Regions from separate parts of the Sus scrofa genome. Here region 2 is linked to region 1. The links are chromatin contacts, called in public Hi-C maps. All regions are on one chromosome and are shown on one strand. The core of a region is the stretch at or near the end of the contact, and the rest is flanking DNA. Distances in the headings are between cores, read along the strand shown. Region 1 has its middle 180 kb from the start of TRIB1. Region 2 has its middle 58 kb from the start of TRIB1.

What was found. A called contact is a pair of places that touch in the nucleus more often than the background predicts.
Region 2: a Hi-C map of liver shows a contact between it and region 1, with 3 times the contacts expected there. The contact joins two enhancer-like sites. A contact is called at or near these places in 6 of 47 Hi-C or Micro-C datasets (blood, liver, retroperitoneal adipose tissue and 1 more) and 2 of 2 datasets of contacts at active chromatin or transcription factors (alveolar macrophages and skeletal muscle).

The regions. Positions count from the first base shown.
Region 1 is chr4:14,113,229-14,120,458 of Sscrofa11.1, forward strand. No RefSeq gene overlaps it. Among named protein-coding and RNA genes, the nearest start is that of TRIB1, 180 kb to the right of the region's middle. Within about 2 kb of position 4,358, at least 27 of the 83 cell types and tissues checked have an H3K27ac peak or open chromatin away from gene starts, as enhancers often do. A contact at or near this core is called in alveolar macrophages and liver, where this site is marked.
Region 2 is chr4:14,236,958-14,244,187 of Sscrofa11.1, forward strand. No RefSeq gene overlaps it. Among named protein-coding and RNA genes, the nearest start is that of TRIB1, 58 kb to the right of the region's middle. Within about 2 kb of position 4,219, at least 15 of the 83 cell types and tissues checked have an H3K27ac peak or open chromatin away from gene starts, as enhancers often do. A contact at or near this core is called in alveolar macrophages and liver, where this site is marked.

The DNA.
Region 1 (7,230 bases), core at 3,108-5,607:
AGTACAGGGATCTTCCTTGCCTTCCAGGGTGATGTTGAACATGCCATGTTGGGTGAAGAATATAGATGGAGAGAAAGACACCATGGTCCCTCCTATTTAATGAGTTTAACACAAATAAGTTTAGGCTTCATCCTCTTGACCTTGTTAGAGGCTGCCTTTTTGCCTGGTCTGCCGAGGGCAGAAGGCTGCATCTTTGGTACGAACATCAACCAGCCTATGCATGGTATGATCACCACAGCCAGACCCCAGCTCAAATCGTTGGAACGTACAACCTCAAAGCCCTCCTAGGCTGAACCACTCCTCATGTTCTGGGTGAACAATTAGCGCAGAAAATGTGGGGTGGAGGAAGCATCGATGAATGCATGGACCATTTCCAAAATAATGCATGACGCTGTTTTAAAGCACAAAGTGTAGGGGTCATTTGTTACACAGCAAGAGATAATTAACACACTCTTGACTGATGGCTTGTGCCCCACACTTTAGAAAACACCATCCTAAAGGACCAGCATTAAGCCACCATTCCAGTGGGGTGAGTGGGATGAAGATGAAAGGCAGAAAGACAGAGGCTAGATGGGAAATCAAAAGCCTTGCATTCTGGTTCCAGCTCTATCAAGACTCCCCAGCTGTGTGAGCTCAGTGAGAGCACTTCCTCTTCTGTAAAGTGGAATTAATGATAAATGCCTTTCTTACGTCACACTGTCATTATGAGACTCAGATTATAGAACCCGAGTGAAAGCTTTTTAACATGTAAGATTATATTCCCAGGTAAGAGGTTATAATCATCCACATTATCAGCATCAGCTTTATTGCTGGCTCTTATAAGGTAAAGCCAACAAAAGTTTGAATGTCTCAATCAAAGTCCACCCGAGAGAACAGAAACCACCCTAAGTATTTGGAACAGGGAGAAATTAAATGGCAAATGAGTTACACAGGGGATAAAAGGGCTGGAAAGCCCACCAGGAAATAATGGGTGACCCAGAGATTAATCATCACAGGAAATCCCTCAGCTGGAGAGGAGGAGGAGGCGGGATCATAGGAACCTAGGGCTTGAGGTCAACCTACGGGACGCTGGAACCATGGTGGGAGCCAGAACCAAGGGAATAATACCTCTGCTGATACTTCTTTTTTTTTTTTTTTTTTTTTTTGTCTTTTGTCTTTTTTTGTCTTTTGTTGTTGTTGTTGTTGTTGTTGCTATTTTTTGGGCCGCTCCCGCGGCATATGGAGGTTCCCAGGCCAGGGGTTGAATCGGAGATGTAGCCACCGGCCTACGCCAGAGCCACAGCAACGCAGGATCTGAGCCGCGTCTGCAACCTACACCACAGCTCACGGCAACGCTGGATCGTTAACCCACTGAGCAAGGGCAGGGACCGAACCCGCAACCTCATGGTTCCTAGTCGGATTCGTTAACCACTGCGCCACGACGGGAACTCCGTCTGCTGACACTTCTGAAGGCAGCGGGGAGAAGGACCCTGGTTTTTCCCTTCCTGATGCCCTTCCAAAGTGGTCCATTGCCTCCCATTGACTGGACCAAGCCAGAAACCAGTGGACACAAGAGTGACAAAGGGATCTGGAGCCAACCAGCCCTGGGCCAAAGAAGCAGTCTACTTACAGCAATGCAGTAAGACTCTAGAAATGAGTCTCATCACAAAGAGACTCAGAATCCCAAAGACTCAGACTCTGGAAGACCATGGGAATCCATCTGGCCTGACCCCTCATTCCACAAGTGAGGCCTTGAAGAGGAAAAGAATGTGACTTGCCCCAAATCCTCTAGCTAGGGGCAGCCTGAAGCCCAGGCATCTGAATTCCCAGGTCATAGCCTTTTCGCAGCATTAACTTTACAAGGATGACTAGCACTTCAACTTAACAAAGGGATGTATTCCAGTAGTTGATTTTTTTTGTTTGTTTGTTTTTACAGCTGCACCTGCCGCACACAGAAGTTCCCCGGCTAGGGGTCAAATCAGAGCTACAGCTGCGGCCGACACCACAGCCTCAGCACCATGGGATCTGAGCCTCATCTGTGACTTATGCCGCAGCTTGCAGCAATGCCAGATCCTTAACCCACTGAGCAAGGCCAGGGATCAAACTCTAATCCTCAAAGACAGCATCAGGTCCTTAACTCACTGAGCCACAATGGGAACTCCTAACAGTTGATTTCTAAGACAGTTGTTTGGATCTTTGTACTCATTTTCCCGTAGAAACAAAGTTATCTTGGCTGATTATGGTCCCAGACTGGCTGTTTAGCCCACAACCAGGGAAAGAAGGAAACTTCCTTCTCCCAGTTAATGTGAAATCCAGAGGCGGATCAGCCTCTCTTTCCCAGGGCAGAACAGAAGAGCCTCCCCATCTCCTTGCTTTACCATTAAGGGGGTGCTGGCGGGGGGAACCACCCTGCCTCCATCACTCCTCTCTCATCACAGCCAGACTCTCCCACAGTGGTCACTCCTGTGGCTGCAGGGCCAACAGCAGAGCAGACTCCCCTGGAAGGCTGGAAGCAGGGTTTTTTGTTTTGTTTTGTTTTGTTTTGTTTTGGGGGGGTTTCGTTGTTGTTTTTGCCCTTCAAACCTTTGCACTGTTGGCACTCCCCTAGTCACTGGCCCACCTCAGGCCTGCAGTTGTCGCCGTGGGGTCTGAATCAGCATCTTCAAAGTACAGGCATTATTATGAGATCATTTTACATTTGGAAAAATGAAAAAAAAACAAAAAAACAAAACCTCTTTTACTTTTCTACTATAAGTGCAACGAGGTAAAACTCACAGGTACCCATGGGAAGTGCTCTTAGAAGGTGAGGAGAGAGGGAAGACGCAGAGGGGATGCGTTCTCTGGGGGTGAATGCTCCGTTCTCTGGGGCCGCCGTGGGTTCAGTCTCCTGTGGTTTGGGGCAAGAATTCCTTCAACAGCTGCATGGTGGCCCAAACTTGATCTCTGGTTTTAGACATGCCACTTGCCATCGGTGAGCTCCAATTTTAGCAACCAAGCATCCCCATAGAGAGGAACTACTCATCTACCCCAAAATGAGAATGAGGACAAATTTCCTGGGAACTTAAACCAAAATGCAATTTGGGAGTGAATGCAGAAAAAGAAACCGAAATACACTTTCTGTTCTGCAGGTCGAAACACAGAGCTGTAGTTCCTCAAAACTTAACCCTACCTCCCAGCTGAAGAGAAGAGGAAATCAAAGTCTGTACAGCTCTGGCAGCAGTCATGCTCCAGAACTCTTCATGAAGCTTCCCTACCCTGCAGAGTCGGAAGTGACTCTTCCCCATCCCCCACCCATGCTCCTGTCCCTTGTTCCAACTGGCACATCCCACCGGGTCATTCACACGGGCAGCACCATGCCCGCCATGCCCCCACTTGGAGGGGGGATAATTTCCACCAGCTGTAGTGTGAATGGCGCCCCCTGAGTTGGGTCCCACTTCTGCCAGAACATCTTGCGGATGGCCATGATTTAAGGCTGACACTTACAAGGAGGCCACAAGCTCCTAGGTGAGTTCCTGTGACTTCTGCGTCCCTGGCACCCAGCACAGTGCCTAGTATGGAGTAGAATCTCACTAGAAACTCCTAGGGATTTCAGAAGCAATGAATGTGAAAGGAGAGTCAGCACCCCACTTAGACAGGAAGTAAGCAATTACTTTAAATAGGAGCAGCATCCTAATTAGAGTGTGGATTGTTCTTGAAATAACCTTAGATACTTTATTAGCACCATGCTGTAACCAACTGAACTAACCGGCCGGCCCGTGTGAAATAACCTTAGATATTTTAAAGGGTAGATATAACATAGTGATTAAGATCTCTGGGTCCGAAGTCAGAAGGATCTGAGTTTGAATCCCTGCTCCACAACTGCTGAACCATATTCCCAAACCTCTCTAAGCCTAGGTTTCCTCATCTGGGAGGGCCCACTGAGATCACACCTTAGCCCACTGCCTGATACACAGTAATGTCTTGGTTGTAATGACAAAGTTATGTTGTTATGGCAATTAATCAAAAACTAAACATTAATCCTAAATGGCACATTTTAGTTATCAGTACTCATATCCCCCAAGAAGGAATATGCTGAAGACGTATTGAGTGCTCAGTTAATGTTTATTGAATGACAGAGAATGAGCAAGAGACAGAGAGAATGAGAATGAAGGTGGGGGAAGGTACTAAACCAGGAGTCAGAAGAGATACAGCTTCAGATCTGACATCACTAACATTGTGACTTTGAGTCAGTACCTGTCTGGATCTCAAATTGCTCCTTCTTAAGATTGAAGGGTATCAGATGGTGTCTCAGGTCCCTTCTCCTGGAACCCTTCCCCCAGAGAGGAGCCCTGTAGCCCCTGATCATTTTTGCAGTGTTCCCTCAGATCCTGCAGGTGGTGCTACTGAGTTAAAAAGAGAATTGTTTTTTTTTTTCAGCTTGGTTCCAACTGCCAAGTCTCTGCACCAACAACAGACTGGGAATTAGGGAAATGACTGACTTGTTGCTGAAAATGCCTGGGGCAGTAAACGAATCATTCCATTTCCTTTCTTCCCTAGTTGGCCTCTCCCCGGTGCCATGAAAACTTCAGGCCCTGGATTCTAAGTCCAGTTCCACCACTTCCTGGCCAGTGACCTTGGGCAAAGGCATTTGCCTTCTTGGAGCCTAGTCTTCAAAATGAGGCAAATAATACGGACACCCCTGGAGCCCTGGGAACATTAAACAGTGGTTATCAAATAGAAGAGTCCAGTGCCTGGCACATAGTAGGTATTCAAAAAATATCCATTCCTCTTTCATTCGTAAGGACTATGGCTAGTGCTTGAGAAGTAAGGAGCAATGTGCAGTAACAGAGTAATGAGATGAGCTTCCTAGGAGAGTCAGCATGAATCGAACCTTGTAGGATGGGGAGAGTTTTCCGGACGGATCATGAATTGTTGAATAAAGCCAATTAGATCTTCACATTTACTCAGTTGAAGTTTGGGGGGTTTTGTTTTTAGTTTTTTATGGCTGCACCCATGGCATATGGAAGTTCCCGGCCCAGGGATCAAACTAGCCGCTCTGCAGTGACCCAAGCTGCTGCAGTAGGACCTACTGCACCACAGCAGAAACTCCATTTTTTCGTTCCTTTTTTTTCTTTCTTTTTAGTGTCGCACCTGCAGCACATGGAAGTTCCTGGGCTAGGGGTCAAATTGGAGCCGCAGCTGCAGGCCTACACCGCAGCCACAGCAACATGGGATCTGAGCCACATCTGTGACCTACTCAAGCAGCTCACGGCAATGCCGGATCCTTAACCCACTGAGCAAGGCCAAGGATGGAACCCAAATCCTCATGGATACTAGTCAGGTTCTTAACCCACTGAGCCATGACGGGAACTCCCTGAATTTTGTTTTTTAACCCAGCGCAGTGGCCGCTGCACTCCAGTAGGGCAGAGTCTAGTAAGAGCAAGGCTTAGGATGGAAGTGACTGCAACAGAGGGAATTAGTCCTGTCCTAATGATGACGATGGTGATAACACTAAATCCCGGTGGGATTTGTGAATGGGAAGCGCTGGGTAAAACTGGCTCTGTGTTCAATCCTCCTCACAGAGACGCGGTCACTGTCTCTAGTTCTACTTGAGGAAACACACCGCCTCTCTGCAAGTGACGCAGGTGGGGTCTGAAATCAGACTGGAGGCTACGCTGGATGTGCAGCGCTGGGGGTACAAGGAAGAAGCAAGTCCACACTGTCGGTAGGTGGGAGGGAGGCCCGCAGAAGGAGGCCCGCAGAGGGAGGACACAAGACTCGGAGGTCTGGACGTGGGAACAGGGCATCGACTCTGCAGAGAGGCCTGCAGCGCTGAGCTCTGGAGTTCAGCCTGTTCCCGGAGAGGACGGGACTCACTGCAGGGTTCCAATCAGGGGGATGCTGAGGGGAAGGAAATGGGCCCCCGCTGCCTCTCCCCTCGCCCCCTCAGCCCCCAGGAATCTGGGCCAAGACAGAATCCTCGGGCTTCTAATTAACGTGCCCATCAAGGAGCCTGTCCAGCCTCCATGTGGCGCGTAAATAATTTACAGTGATGGAGCGTGTTTATGTAGGATGGCAGCCAGCAGCCTGCTCCTTCAGCCTCAGTGCTTCTTCTCGCTCCGCTGGCCAACAAGCTCCCCCAGGACCCACAGGGAGGAGTCAGAGGCTGGAGCACCCAAGGACTCCTTCCCATGTGCCCGTCCCTGGGGAGGCAAGGGAGTTCATGGTCCAGGACAGCTGAGGAGCGATGGGCCCCAGTTCCCAAGGAAATCATGTCCTCTTCCAACGAGTTAGAAAGGGTTGACGTGGCCTCGGGGATGGGGCCGAGGGCTGGGCTGGGAAGTAAGGAGCTGAGCCGGGTGGAGAAGGGGAGAGAAAGAGAGAGAGGGAAAGGGAGGGAGGGAGAGAGAGACAGAGAGAGAGAGAGAGGAGAGAGGCTTCCTGCCTGAGCCTGCAAGGGCCTGGACTGTGGGTGCACTGAGCTTCCCTGCCCAGGAATGAGCGTTCCCAAGGAACACTCCTCAAGCCCATGTACCTTCTCTCCCCTCAAGGCAAAAATGAAAATATTACTCTCCCAAGTGCAGGAATAAAGCAGCACAGATGTGACTGTGAGTATTAAGAAGAAATAGACATATATTTGGTCTTCATTAAGGTTCCTTACCTAGAATTCCTGAACCTCTTGGAATTTCCTGGGTGAAGAAGAGTGATCAGGATGTCTTTTGTTATTTAAGCAAGGTAACTTTAGGAAAGCCATTACTTCACCCGAGGGGGGCGTGGGCTCTTGTGACCCGGGGAGCTTTGATTCGAGGGTGGGAAATTTCAGCCCCACCCTCCAGCCTCCTGGCAGGGGAGAAGGGCTTGCGATAGAGTTCCATCGCCCAAGGTCAGCGACTCAGCCATCCTGCCACATCCTGACATCCCCATAAACATCCCAAAGGACCGACTCTTAGAAAGCTTCTGGGTCCAAGAACCAAGAGTTTATCCACGTGCCAGAGGCTGGCCCCCAAACTCCACAGTGCAGAAGCTCTGCTGTTTGGGATCTCACCTTATATAGCTCCTCATCTGGCTGTTGCTTCATATCTTTTAATAGTCTGTAATAAACTGGTAATCTGGTGAGTAAATTGATTTCCTGAGTTCTGTGAGCTGCTCTAGCAAAGTAATTGAACCCAAGGCAGGGATCATGGGAACCTCCCATTTATTTCCAGCTGGGCAAAAGCACAGGTAACAACCTGGACTTGCAATAAACCCCAGTCTTGTGGGACTGAGCCCTTA
Region 2 (7,230 bases), core at 2,969-5,468, 120 kb after region 1:
CCGCAGCTCACGGCAACCCACTGAGCAAGACCGGGGATCGAACCTGAAACCTCATGGTTCCTAGCCAGATTTGTTTCCGCTGCACCACGACGGGAACTCCAAAAATTTTAATCTTTATTCACTTACAAATAAACCCATTTCACAGTCATAGAAAGAATATCTTTTCATGAAAAAGAACCTTATTTACCAAAATAAAACAAAAATAAGTGAAAAGGGTGGCAGTGTTTTATATCTGGCAAATGTCATATTGGGCTTAAGAGAAGGCAGCTGGGTTTCCGTATCTGCTTCTGCATTCAGGACTGTGCAAGTAGCTGTTTGGATTAAAGTGTATAAAGAGGAGTTCTCGTCATGGCTCAGCGGAAACGAATCTGACTAGCATCCATGAGGACACAGGTTCAAAACCTGGCCTCACTCAGTGGGTTAAGGATCCAGCATTGCCGTGAGCTGTGGCGTAGGTCACAGATGCAACTCAGATCCTGTATTGCTGTGGCTCTCACATAGGCCGGCGGCTACAACTCCGAGTCAACCCCTAGCCTGGGAACTTCTATATGACGAGGGTACGGCCCTAAATAGACTAAAATAAATAAAGTGTGTAACGAATATCCTGGGATCTCACTGACCTCCCCCTGCAAGGGTCCCCGAACCAGATTTTGAGAATCACAGCCCTACAGCACACTACCTCATTTCTGATTCTCCAAACCCAAGTTTCCAGATGTGTGGTTGCACAAAGTAGATGCTTAATGTGTGTGTTGAGTGAATAATGGCGTAAGTCTAGGGCAAAGCAAGGGGAGGAAAAGTCTTAGGTCTACAAGCAGGTTTAGGCTTCATCTATGAGCTTCCATTATCAAGGTCCTGCCTTCTTGGGGTGGGGGAAGAGAAAGAATGTCGGAAAAACATTCTATGCTGGACTGCTGTGAAAGGTTGTACAGGTTGTGGACTCTGCAAGAATATCTGAGAGGGTGAATGGAGGCAGGAATCCAGCCATGTTCTGCTCACCAAAGCTTAAGCCATGGAACAGGGGTAAGGAAGGGGTGACTCCTCCTAATCTCGAGAGTGCCAATAGCAGCCAAGGCCACACCCCATGGATGTGAGTCGCTCAAACACATCTGGGTGGAGCCAGGGACAGGCAAATCCCAAATTCTTGGAGAGGTTCCAGGAGATGCTGCGACCACCCGTGGACTGAGCCAGAGACTGGACACAAGTCCTCATTTCTGAGCCTCTTACACAGCCTAGACCTGCCTCTGGACAACCACAAACCCAGAAAGCAAGGGGCCCTGGCAGGCAGCCACGTGGATTGGCACCGACTGCATACGCCGCCCTCCACCCTGGCAAAGGACATCAAAGAAACGGGCAGCACGGTCTGCTAGTCTTTACTGTAGTGCAGTGGTTCCTGGTCCTGGAGGACGTTTGCCAAAGTCTGGAAACCTGCTGTGTTGTCACAGTTGCAGGGACGGGCAGACAGTGCTGCTGGCATCTGGTGGGTGGATACTGGGGATGCTGCTCAATGTTCTACAGTGCACAGAACAGCCCCCCACAATGAGGGACATCAGCTCAAAATGTGAACAGTGCTGAGGTTGAAAAACTCTAGTGCAAGGAAAAAACTATGAGCTGTATACTCAGAGGTACTAGGTTCAAATCCCAGCTCGGCCACTTTGTAATTCTGTAACAGAGGGCAGGTCGCTTGCTTCCCTTTTCTGTAAAATGAAGGGAATAATACCTACCCTGCAAGATTGTCCCGAGGATCAAATGAGGGAGGGGGCTGCCCCAACTTGCCAAATGAGGGCAGTGACCTCAAATTCTGACTCAACCAGGCTCGAAGAGACAGTAACAATAATTTTTATATCCAGTGTCTGCCGCCAGCCTGCACTCTACTGGCTGCCAGGTAAACGGGCTCTGCTTCCTTTCAGGAAGCTCACAGCCCAGCAGGCAAGTAAAAGTTCCAAGGTGGCAGCTATTTAAGTCGCCATGCATGTGAACGGGGTCTGGAAGGTTCAAAAATAAAAGGGTTTACGAGTGGAAAGGTTTTTTTCTCTTTTTTCCAAAAAAGGAATTCTTTACAGTGTTATTTTTATGTTGTTTTTCCTATCAAAAGAAGCAAGGGTGAGGGGACGTGAATTCAACTGGTTTTTTAAAAAATAAAACATGTGATGGAGTTCCCATCAAGGCTCAGTGGTTAATGAATCTGACTAGGAACCATGAGGTTGTGGGTTCGACCCCTGGCCTTGCTCAGTGGGTTAAGGATCTGGCATTGCCATGAGCTGTGGTGTAGGTTGCATACGCGGCTCGGATCCCACGTTGCTGTGGCTCTGGTGTAGGCCGGTGGCTACAGCTCCGATTCAACCCCTAGCCTGGGAACCTCCATATGCCGCGGAGCAGCCCTAGAAATGGCAAAAAAAATACAAAATAAAAAATAAAATAAAACTTGTAAATGATTGAATCTGAACACAAATGCCCTTCCTTGTAGGCCTTAACAGTGGTCTGGGCATAAATCTAATTTCCCACACATCATCTCATTTTCTTTTTCTTCTTTTTTAATTTTATGGCCATACTTATGCCACAGCTGTGGCAATGCAGGATCCATTGATGCACAATGCTGGACTAGGGATCAAACCCACAGCAACCTGAGCCACTGTGGTGGTAGGATCCTTAACCTACTGCACCATGGTGGGGGCTTCACATCAAATCATTTTCTAATGTGTGATTAATATTTGACAAAGGGAAGTACTGGATCTTTTGTAAAATGAAGATATGCCCCCTAATTTATCGGCTCTGAGCATCTGTACTTTCATATTAGGTGAAGCTAGACCCACCTGCGGAAGGTAAGTGCCTTTTCAATGCTGTTGGGCAGCAGGTGTGTGTGATGGGTGGGGGCAATCAGAGAAGGCTTCCTGGAGGAGGCAAGATTTGGGCCACATATGTGAAAGCAGTCATCAGTGGGCAGAAGGGAAGGCTAGCTGAGAGCTGGAAGGACACAGGCAAAGGCCCAAGGACAAAAGCCCCCAAAGCTACCAGCACAGTCGGAGGGGAGGCCTTAGAAAGTCAGTATGAGCCCCTCCCCCTCCCCCATTGGCAGAGCTGCTTGGCCTCCAGGGCGCTCAGGTGGAAAAGCCAGTGAGCCAGGTAGAAATGAGTCACAAAGGTTTCATCACCGCAGTGCCCTTCAGTCTCTTCCTGTCCTGCTGCTGGGAAGCTGGGAGGCCGCCTTCTCACACTCAGAGGCTCCCACACCCACCCACACCAGGAGGCCTCAGCCCCGGCTGAATCCCACCTCACCTCCACCCCGCAGGATGCCCCACATACAGCCCAACACTGGAGCATCCCGGACACCGCACTTCCCCTCTCTGAGCCTCAGCCTCCTGGTGTGGAGAACGAAGCTGATAACATTCACCTTCTAGGGTTCTTGGCTGGAAGCAAGAGGAAAGTGCTAGACATCCTGCCTCACACCCACTCCTTAAGGAAGGGTCTGTCCAGCCCCCTACTCCCACACCCCCATCCTTCTGGCTGCCTCCTCCATGGACCTCTCCCTGGAGGGGCTGCATGCCACCCTCTTCCCCACAAGCTCTTTTGAGAAGCTCTGCCAAGACGGAGGGACCTGAGACGTGAAGGTTATACTAGAGCAAGTTTGGGATCAGACAGGGCTGGGAGAGCAGACTCTGAACATCCCTCCCCGCCTGGCTCCCCACACGCATTCACAGTAATAACAAAAATCCCCTTGGCTGGGCACCGACTAAGCCATGGGTCCTGGGCTGGGCGTTTTCACCCAGCAGTGCATGTGTCCCTCAAGGAAGCAGCGGACACACATGAAAACCGAAGCTTAGGGAAGTAAGCAGCTTGCCAAGAACGGCATGGCCTGCAGAGCCAGACCGCATGCTGCTTGAATCAAATGGCCGTGTCCTTTCTGCTGGACCAGCTTCCCAACGACCTTCTCACCGACCCTGCAACCCACCCACGTGCACTTCAGTCTCTCATTTGGGGCAGCCCTAGAGTCTGGTGGATTCACCCCCACCTCCTTTGCCCAGGTCCTCCTTTGGCAGAAAGGTGGGAAAACCAAATATTCAACTGCCCTATCTCCCTTGCAATTAAGGGGTTACCAGATGGCACCATTGTGACGGGTGAACTATAAGCAGAAATGTGCTGGGCAGCAGGGAGGCATCTGGGAAAGTTTATGACTTTCCCAATAAAAAGTAAACAGCCCCAGCTGGTGTCATCTCCTGCTGCTTCCTCCTGCCTGGCCGATGGGCACGATGCCCATCTCGCAACCAGAAGGCTGAAAGTCAACACACCAAGATGGCAGAGCACAAAGATTAAAAAAAAAGCCTGGATCTGGATGACACTGTTGAGTCGGACCTGCCTGCCTCCAGACTTCTTGTTTTGTTTTGTTTTGAAGTTCATTGTGTCCTTTCTTTCTTTCTTTATTTTGCTTTTTAGGGCCACACCCACAGCACATGTAATCAGAGCTACAGCTGCTGGTCTACACCACAGCCACAGCAATGGGGGATCCAAGCCATATCTGCTACCTACACCACAGCACACAGCAATGCCGGATCCTTAACCCACTGAGCAAGGCCAAGGATCGAACCTGCATCCTCATGGATGCTAGTCAGATTCGTTTCCGCTGAGCCACGAAGGGAACTCCCAGACTTCTTGTTTTGTGAGAAAAAGAGTCCCCTCATTCTTTAAGCCACTTTGCCTTAGTCTTCTGTTACTCTTAATGCGTTATTCAAGCCACAATCCAACACTCCAACCAACCCACATCCAGGAGTTCCCGTTGTGGCTCAGTGGTAACAAACCCACCAGGATCCATGAGGACATGGGTTTGATCCCTGACCCCGCTCTGTGGGTTAAGGATCTGGTGTTGCTGTGGCTGTGGTGTAGGCGGGTAACTGCAGCTCTGGTTTGACCCCTAGCCTGGGAAGGTCCATATGCTACAGGTGTGGCCCTAAAAAAAAAAAAAAAAAAATACAGCCAACACACATCCATGCCCCAAGCCCCACTCCAGCACCATCTCTTAGTGCTAGTAATCCATATATTTGCTCCCCCACTTCCCCCAATACACCAAACTGCCCACCTAACCCCAGCACCCCCACCCTGGCACAGCCTTAAGCCACAAACTTTCCTCCACAAGGGGCTGAAAGGCTATTCATTCCATCATCTGCTCCCCCCACACCCCTCCCATCGTTCACCCTGCAGCCATCCCCTCGTCCCTCACCTTCCCCCCCCCACGCTTTATCACCTCCTCCATCAAGCAGTTATTTGGGGAAGAGAACTCCCAAAGGTCGATAGACCTTCCAGTCTCGTTTCTATGTCCCGAGTTAGGACAAATCTCGTTATCCATCCTAGGTCCTGCACTCCTCCCGCCCCAGGGCAAAGAAATCCTCCGCTTTGGGAAAAAACAAAAAGAGAAAACACCACCACCGCACACACAAAAAGCCTTCTGTTTAAGAACTTGATTTCAAAACCCTGGAGCACGTCGATGGTTTGACAAACACGGGGTTGGGCAACGCCTCCAGGGGCCGAGAGGGACTCTCGGGGAACATCCCTCATCAGGAGTGAGCACCCGCAGTCACCCAGGGCTTTGAAGCGGCTGAGCGGCTGGCTCGCTCACTTCCGTGGGGGGTGGAGGAATGGGAGCGCCGAGGAAGAGTCCAGGCACACAGACGCAGCCCCCTTCTTTCAAAGGCCCTGGATCTGCTGCTGCCCTCGGGGTGGGATGGTGGGACGTTGATGACAGACCTACCTGAGCACAGCATCTCAGCCCTCGACAGCCCAGCCCTTCAGATCCAGACCCTGAGCCTCTAACCCTCTACAGCGCAATTTTGTTACCCCACCTGCAGCTCCCTTCGCTGATGGAGAACTGGCTTGGGGGCACAGAAAGCCCGGAGGAGAGGGGCTGGGGACCAAGGACAGATCTAGGGCAGCACCCCAGCGCCATGGCTTCTGAGTTGCATGATCTTGGGCAAGTTCCTAACTTCTTTGCCTTGCTGGCATCATTTGTAAAATCCAGATTATAATCGCACCTACCTCGTAAGATTTTTTTTTTTTTTTTTGGTCTTTTGTCTTTTTTTTCTTTAGGGCCACTCCTGCGGCATATGGAGGTTCCCAGGCTAGGGGTCAAATTGGATTTGTTGCTGCTGGCCACACCAGAGCCACAGCAACACCAGATCCGAGCCACATCTGCGACTTTACACCACAGCTCACGGCAACGCCGGATCCTTAATCCACTGAGCAAGGCCAGGGATCAAACCTGAAACATCATACTTCCTAGACTGATTCCTTTCTGCTGCGCCAAGACGGGAACTCCTCATAAGACTGTTTTGAAAATTCACTGAGATTGTATAAAAGGCTGAGAAGGACACCTAGAGCCTGAAGACACTTGGGCCAGGAGACTGGGGACTGGCATTTCGTGGCAGAAAGATCTCACCTCTCCAGGGCACCTGCTTCACCCTCCTGAAAGCTGAGCTAAGCAAATAGCTGGGGAGTTGGAGACTCCAGGTTAAAAGCTCCTGCCCAGTTTTAATCTCAATCCATGGATTAAAGACAGAAAAGGTGCTTAAATGAAAGCTTCCAGCAGGATTCCTCTGGAGAGAGCTGCTTTTGTTTAGGGTGTGGGGGGATTGTAAATACTTTGATAGGTACTTGGGAGGCAGGGTGATTTGGAGGGGGCATGGGGCAGCGGGAGGTGACCCGTAGGAGGGAAAAGTTTTGCTTTAGACATGATAAGACTTGGGAGTGAGGGGTTCCCGTGTGGCTCAACAGTAACAAACCCAACTAGTATCCATGACCATGTGGGTTTGATCCCTGGCCTCGCTCAGTGAGTTAAGGATCCAGCTTTGCCATGAGCTGTGGTGTAGGTCGCAGATGCGGCTCAGACCTTGTATGGCTGTGGCTGTGGTGTAGGCTGGCGGCTAGAGCTCCAATTCGACCCCTAGCCTGGGAATTTCCATATGCTGCGATTGCAGCACTAAAAAGCCAAAAAAAAAAAAAAAAAAAAAAAAGAAAGAAAGGAAAAAAAAAGGCTTGGGAGTGAGCAAGGCAATAAGGAGATGAGGGTGAGGGGAGAAGACAGGGATCAGAAATTGGAGAAAGGGAGGCAGAACCCAAAGAGGCTGGAGAGGTAGACCCAGAGGTGCCTGGACCTCTTGATGGCAGGGGTCAGACTTTGCTTAACCACAGCCAGGGGTTGGAAATACTTCTTACACAGTGACCCAGCATCCACGTGTAGAGAGTGAC